Regions from separate parts of the Mus musculus genome. Here region 2 is linked to region 1. The links are chromatin contacts, called in public Micro-C maps. All regions are on one chromosome and are shown on one strand. The core of a region is the stretch at or near the end of the contact, and the rest is flanking DNA. Distances in the headings are between cores, read along the strand shown. Region 1 has its middle 49 kb from the start of Gm32849. Region 2 overlaps Nav2 (neuron navigator 2).

Region 1 (3,882 bases), core at 563-3,062:
AGCAGCAGTGCAGTCTAATTGGCAAACACCAAACACGAATCGGTAGCAGATGCTCGATCCGGAGGAAAGCACAAGGCTCCACTGAAGTGGCAAGAAGCAGCCAGAAGATGAGAAGTTTTTTGTCAAGTTGCTCTCTACAAAGTTACGACAAGCAGAGATCACAGTGCAATGTTAACCAATGCAAGAGCCTCACCACTCTGTGGGATCATATTTAGAGCCTTTCTAAACATCACGCTTCCTTCCTGTTAAAGCGGGGTTGCCATCGGGGTTTCTGTGCTTGCTTATATAGCACCATGGCTAAAAAATACACATGACATACCTCTCCATATTTGGCAACATACAAAGTACAGTCACATTGACCATCACATTCAACGTCCTGAGAACTCTGAGACAGATACCCTAGACACCTGCAACAGACAACAACAAAGCTCAAAGGGAGCATGTTACCCAGCCCTTATGAGACTAGGACCAGAGCACTGGCACTTGCACCCAAGTTCCCCCACATCAAACCAGTCCTACACTATGGTATTGTTTCTTAAGGAGACAGGTCTGTTCATTAATTTTACTGGCCGTTTATCTACCCATCCACCCATCTACTTACCCACCCCATCATCCACTTAAAACTCTCTGTTGAGAATTTACTATATTCCAGACACTGTCTAGAGCTTCTAGTTTGGCAAGGAAGAAAGTAAATAAGTGGATACTTTGGATGACTTGTGACAAGTGCTGGTGTGTCAGCATTCATGGGGCCAGCTGGAAGAGGGAGCACGCTCCCCGTGAGGGTGGCTGGAATGGTCAGGTCTCACCACAGCCTGGTGCCTTGGCACCAGTTTCTCTTTCTCTTGGTCTTTGCCTAGGATATCCACTACTCACCTCCACCCTGTCTCCATTTCTGTTCTTTTGTCTCTCAGACTGATACAGAGTCCTGCTCCGCTCCCTCAGAGCCTTGGTCTGTAACATTGTTGCCCCTGCTACGGGGCTTGGTTATTTGCAAAACTGATTCATCTCTGAGCCATGGGTTCCTGGGGAGAGGCATTGTAGCACATAGCACCAAGCGTGGCATAATGCAGGCAAATGGATGAAGGTTCGTGGACTTGACTGGATCTAGAATACTCAGAGTCAATTGCTTTCTTGTCTGTTAACCAGATTTTGCTTGGAAAGGTAAAAGAGTATGCTAAAAGGACAGGACAGGCCCCTGTTCCCAGAATTTTATTTCATTTCTTTTTCCTCTCTTCATCTTCATCTTTCTTTCCTCATCTTCCTCCTTCTTCATCTTCTTGCTTTTTTTTTTTTTTTTTTTTCTGACAAGCAGAAGGGGCCTGGGTGCTGATGTAGAGAAACGGGAGCTGGGGTGGACTGGCCCCACTCCACAAGAGTGATGGGGAGTGCTTGACAGTTTATTTGGGTCTCAGCCTTTTGAATGGATTAAGGGGAGAGGCAAGGCTGGGAGACCCTGGCAGGTGGAAGATCAGAGCAGGCAGCATTTGACAAGGTGGAGCTGTCTGGGGCTTGAGCAAACAGCTCCTCTCTGGAGAGAGGAATCAGGCTTCACTGAGCATGTATGAGACAAGCTCCACGAGATGCGGGCCTGGAAGTGATCACATCTTTGCTGGGACCGCAAACACATCTTCCCCGGTGGCTCAGCAGCACAGCCCCTCCTCCTTGTGCCACTTATCTTTTGCTATCCACGTTGCAGTGAACTCTTTCTGACCAACAGAAAACAGAGGCTTTGGGGAGTGAGGTGCCTACCCCGTTCTCATTACTAGTCCTTCCTCACTGCATTCCTGAAACTCTTTAGGGCTCTTTGTTTCCTCAGCTCTGAGTCTGTTCCTTGGCAATGTGTCCCAAGCTAAATGGAACCATCCCAATGCATTCTCTCATTCTGCTGCTCACCAAAGCCCCATGTGAGGCACCTTATCAGTTCCCTAGCAGACTCAAGGAGGCTGAGCCCTGTGCACGCCCTGGATCACTGATAGGCGTGCTGGCAGAATCATTTTAATGAAACCCAGAGCCTCCACTTTTTGCAATTGTAGGACTAATGATCAAGTTCTCATTGGGATGGCTTTGGGATGGCAGGTGAGGAGCCCACATCCCGCTTATGCCTTCTATGGCTGTGTACAGAGCCCAGCCATACTACACCCGCATAGCTGTTGACTGTGCTTCCACATTATTTCCTTGTCCACCAGCACTGAGCATCTATCTAATACCCCCTCCTCCCATCCCCTGCCAGGTCACTAATAAGCTATCCCCAAAGTAGACTGAAGAAAGATTGCCAGTAGCTTTCATGTCTATACTTAATAAAGTTATATAATTAACATTGTGTATTACTTTCTAGGATCCTTTAGAAAGAAAAAAAGTATCCATTTTTCTAAACATTTCCACTCCCTACAGTCTCTGTGCTGTTTGCAGTTAGCCACGTGAATGAAATCTTTTATGCAAATGAATAACAACAGGCACCTTCTCTTCTTTCTGGCAACATCTGAGATTTGAACACAGCATGGCGAGGTGGATATCTGTCAAGCTCGTGAGGTGGGTTTCTCTCTGTATTGGATTTCCATAGGCTACAGCTGATCCTTGTGGATGTGCCTGTTTGTGTCCTGAAGATCTGGAAGGCACTGGCTAGGAGAAGTCACTGGTCCGGGAACTTCACAGCATGCCAGAGCTAGCTCCGGATTCTCCCTGTCCTGTAATCTCATGGCTGCCAGAGAGTGTGTGCTTCTGAGTAGCCTACCATGAGAGGAGGACTATGCAGAAAGGCAAATCTCCCATTTTTTGGGGAGCCCAAAGCAGGAGAGCAGGGTGCAGCAAGACATTCAATTACCTGGCAAAGCCCTGGTGTCCAGGGCACTCTGAGGCATTATGAGTCCTGTGACAGTGTGCTCACGGGAGAACATGGACTCAGGGTGGTGGAAGCAGGGGCTTAGTACTCTGCATACATTATACATACAAACTCAGTCTTCTACCGACTCTCCCCATCTTTGTGCAATGTTAGGTGTCCTTAGCATGACGAAGTCCTATAGGGTGGTCATTCTTCCCTCCTTGCCCAGGACCAAGAGGATTCTGGGGACGCAAGACTCTCACTGCTGAGACTGGGGAGGTCTGTATAGACATGGGACTCTCACTGCTGAGACTGGAGAGGTCTGTGTAGACACAGGACTCTCATTGCTGAGATTGGGGAAATCTGTGTAGAGATGGAATTCTCATTGCTGAGACTGGGGAGGTCTGTGTAGACATGGGACTCTCATTGCTGAGATTAGGGAGGGCTGTGTAGACATGGGACTCTCACTGCTGAGACTGGGGAGGGCTGTGTAGACATGGGACTTTCATTGCTGAGAATGGGGAGGGCTGTGTAGACATGGGACTCTCACTGCTGAGACTGGGGAGGGCTGTGTAGACATGGGACTTTCATTGCTGAGAATGGGGAGGGCTGTGTAGACATGGGACTCTCACTGCTGAGACTGGGGAGGTCTGTGTAGACATGGGACTCTCATTGCTGAGATTAGAGAGGGCTGTGTAGACATGGGACTCTCACTGCTGAGACTGGGGAGGTGTGTGTATACTGGCCTCAGCTGTTCAGCTCAGGTCAGGGACATGACCCAACCCTCTGCAGCCCATCTCCTGCTTCCCACCTTGAACAATACCTCTAGACTCATGGTGGTGGCAGAAAGTCCCTGCTATCACTCACCCCTCTGTTCTCTGTGGTCTAGAAGCCCACCCTGATTCCTGGTTGTTATGGATGAATCCCTGCATTCCTTAAGGTTTATCATAGCCTCACCCCTCCCAGGAAGTCATTGCTCACTTCCTAGTAGGGCAGCATCTCTCCTTTGTGCTTAACCATTGTACTTACCGGTCCCCTCGTGGGTCAGTGATTACTATACACTC
Region 2 (3,899 bases), core at 449-2,948, 340 kb after region 1:
TGTGACTTGGCACCAGTTACTCAGCAGTGAGTCTGGTAAACTTGGGAGTGAGCTGGCCTGCACCTGTCCAGGACACCTGCCAGACTGGGGAGAGAACACTGCTTCAAGGGATGTTATGAGATGCTTGTAGAGCTTCAGAAAGCCCGTCTCCTGCCTCTGACAGCTTTTCCCGCAGAACATCTGCAGACTTAACACGTTAAGTAAGCATCAGGTCTCAGGTGTAGTGACCACGGCTGGAGTAACTGGCTATATGAAGCCCTTGCCTCCTCTTTTTATACTCATTGCTCCCTAGGTCACATACATTAGTGGGGTATATCAGAGCCCCAATAGATTATATTTTGAGTGGACTCAGTAGCTAGAACACTTGCTTTCACAAAGCCAACTTGGTGGAGGCAGTATTTGAACCACCCTGGTTTCAGCCCAAGTAGGATAGAATGTTATCTTGCAGACTCTTGGAATCTGAGGGAACCCCTGGCATTCTACTAAGTGGATGTACTTTGAAGGAGGCAGGCTTAATGTTAGTGATGGCTTCTGTGTTTCTCCTAGCTGCCTCACTGAGTTTGCATTCTCTCACCAACTAGATGGCAGACAGTTCTTACCACAGGATGCAGCCGCTCCTCACTGGCATTTCTGTATAGGGAGTCTGACTCCAGGACTATTCTGACTAGCCTTGGGTGTAGTCATGTGTCCTGTGCATATTTTAGGTCCCGGGGAGTGAGCCACAACCTCACTGAAGAAAAGAAAGCTGGCCCCAGGAGCTCAGGCATGGTTGCCCCCTTCTGTGCACATCCACAGACCCCATTGAGTTCTCAAGTGTCCAGGGACTGAGAAGCAGGAATGGCCTCCATTGTCTCTAACACATCATGTGGATCAGTTCTTCCCATTGCTAGGCCGATACCTAGAGACCTGCCCAGAAAATCTACTCTCAACCAAATTGTTTCGCTCTGAGAATCCAGATCTGAAACCAACTTTGTCCTGAAATGTGAGCCGAGCGAAACTGTGGCTGATAGCTTTGCCATGCTGTGTCTTTCAAAAGAAAGAAGGGGGAGTGTGTGTGTGTGTGCATTTGTCTGTGTATGTATATGTATGTGCCTGTGTATGTGTTTCCCAATATATATCTATGTCTTCATATTTGTGTGTGTGTCTCTTTGTATGCATCTCTGTGTATGTCTGTCTATATATGTCTGTTTCTGTGTCTATATGTGTGGGTTTTCTTGTCTGTCTCTTGTCTGTGTATATGTGTGTGTCTATGTTTGTGTGTGCATGTGTATGTCTATGTGTATCTCAGTCTCCTAGACCCTTTTTGAGCTATCACTATGCCACAATAGCATCATGAGTGACTATAGAACAAGGTGGGACCTGAGTCTGGTTTAGTCTTAGGTCTGCGTTCTTAAGCTCCCAGCTTTAAAAAATTTCCCCATAGGGGACGATGTGAGCCAAATGAGCATTAGGGCCTTACCTCCAGACCCAAGTGTGTACTTTAATTAATGCCTGATAATTTTCCTCATGGGTTATTAGGATGGAACATTTCAGAGCACAAAAGATGACTTTGTTTATAGGGAGGTTTTGTTTTTTAGCCCCTGAAGTAACCTGATAGTTTATTTTTCTGTCTGATCCCAATCTCCCGGACGGCTGACAGTTTGCCTTTGAAATGAGTCAGCTTTGATCAGGGATGTGGCAGCCAGACAGGTCCTTTTTACTGTCTGTGACTTAGCCCAACCAGTTTGGCAACAGCAAGCTGCATCTCTGGGTGGGGAGTGGAATATGGTGGGCACTGAGGCAGCCTGTGACAATGTAGCCTGTCTCTTGGCCGAAACCAGCAGGCTGGCACTTCTCCCTCTGCTCCCTGCGGGTCACCCATGAAGCATCTCTCTTTGCTGTGTGGGCATGAGCAGCATGGAGCTGAAGTCTCCCACTGCCCACCCTCCATATACACTGCTAAATGTCAAAAGCTTTGTCTTCACAGCCTCCTTCCTGTCCCTCTTTGCTTCACCTGGTCTCTCTCTGTCTGTCTCTGTCTCTGTCTCTGTCTCTCTCTCTCTTTCTCTCTCTCTATAAGGCTTTTCTCTTCCTAAGCAGAGTGCAATGTGGCTGGCCAGGATCTTTGACTTCTTCTGAAGCAGTTTAGGACTCCGTATGTGAAGATACAACCCAGGGACCACAGTAGCCCTATGGGTCAGGAGGCAGGATGACTACGTTGAAGACCACTATAGGAGGATGTGGGGGAGCTGGCTTATGGCCATCTTCTGGAGGTGGAGGGGTGGTTGCAATAAAAATCAGGTCTTTGCTTTAATTTTAGCAATTGCCTTCAGAGTCAGGGGTGGGGTGTGCACTTGAAATCCAAGCACTTGGGAAGCAGAGGCAAGAAGACTGAGAGCAGAGAGTTCAAAACCAACCTGAGCTACATAGTGGCACTCTGTGTCAATAAATAAAACAAAGCAAAGCCACTTTCAGCTTTACCCAGCCTCAGCCTCTGTTGGGTAAGAACAGAGGGCAGTAGAGGGAGAGGGCGTTTCATGGACATCTGAAATGCATTTGTAAGACAAAGACTCACAACCACCCAGGCACCTTGCCACTGTTTGGTTCTAAAGGCTGGGGTGTTCACCGCTACGTTTCTTTCTAGGATCCACACTCAAGTCAACCAAGGGAAGCTTTCCAGGAAGAATATCCAGCAGCCCATGGGGCTAAGAAGGTTCTTCATGACTTGATGTTTGGGAAAACTTAGCATGGAGGTCAGGCTTAGGATTCTATGACAAGATGTCAGCATTGGGCCTGAGCATTTGAGAAGCCCCCTTCTGTGTCTCAGGACCGTCTGACTCTGGGTGCAGGGAGGTGCTGTGATATTCATTATATGGGAAAGGTCCCCTAGTAGATGGGGCCACGTTGACACAGAGACTACATCATTGCAAGTCTCTGTGGTCAGTGGGCTGGCCTCCTGTTGGCATGTCTTTTAAATAAGACAGTGTTCATCTTGGTTTCTTATGAATGATGGATTCAGGAGCAACCCAACGAAGCAGGTAGACCTCGTTGTAGTCGTGTTGGTTAGGAGCAGGACATCAGTGTTTGTTCATCCTGAGAAACAATTTTGGGCAGCAAGGCATAGTCACCGGGGACAGGCCATCGGTGGAGTCTTTGTTGTCCCACACAGGCTTCAAGCAAAGTGTTAGAGGCACAAATATAGGCTGTTCTCCAACCCCAGTATCCATTAACCCTGATTGGAGAGCACAGACAGACGTGTGCAGTGGCTTCCTGTCTGCTACAAGCAGCCCTTTAGATCACGGAGAAAGGCCATTGCTCTCTAGTTCACCACACCCTCCTGCAGACAGTTGCATATTCCAGACAGGGCTCTATCTCCTCCAGCATTGCCGCATCTCATCTCTTGCAAGATTTCATTAAAGCTCCTCCAGGGGGGATTGGAGTGGGGAGTTACTGTGGTGGGAGATTACCAAGGTCAATCCTTCTGCAGTGCTTTCCCTCCTGCTCATTCTTGGCACCAAAATATTCCCAGGCGAGCACATTATGCTGGTGTCATGTATCAAAACTATATAACAGATTCACCAGGCATCTGCTGAACCGAGACACTGCCCCTGATTGCAGTGAGTGTAGTGTTGGCCTTGGGAGTATGGACGAGAACTGCTTCCTCTAGTGAGTGCCAGCTCCCCATTAGCTGAGAGCACCCATCACATAGGAGAGACTGCTGGGGCTGCTCTGTCTAGGATCAGGTTAGAGGCCACGAAAAGACTGAACTGTGGAGCTCTTCATCCTTCCAAGCTCTCTGCTGCATTAGTGGGAGCCACGCTTCACGGTGACTCCATGTGTGGGGGTGGGTCCTCTTGTGAGGTTCAGGAGTCACTGCCATCTCCCGGGTGCCAGTGTCCTCCCTGTGAAATGGGACAGCA

What was found. A called contact is a pair of places that touch in the nucleus more often than the background predicts.
Region 2: a contact with region 1 is called in a Micro-C map of the G1E-ER4 cell line. The contact joins two enhancer-like sites.

What each region holds. Positions count from the first base shown.
Region 1 is chr7:48,990,484-48,994,365 of GRCm38.p6, forward strand. It overlaps a transcript of Nav2 not described here. Among named protein-coding and RNA genes, the nearest start is that of Gm32849, 49 kb to the right of the region's middle. Within about 2 kb of position 1,813, at least 31 of the 459 cell types and tissues checked have an H3K27ac peak or open chromatin away from gene starts, as enhancers often do. A contact at or near this core is called in the G1E-ER4 cell line, where this site is marked.
Region 2 is chr7:49,328,628-49,332,526 of GRCm38.p6, forward strand. All of the region lies in intron 1 of Nav2 (neuron navigator 2), which reads left to right. Among named protein-coding and RNA genes, the nearest start is that of Gm51448, 20 kb to the right of the region's middle. Within about 2 kb of position 1,699, at least 19 of the 459 cell types and tissues checked have an H3K27ac peak or open chromatin away from gene starts, as enhancers often do. A contact at or near this core is called in the G1E-ER4 cell line, where this site is marked.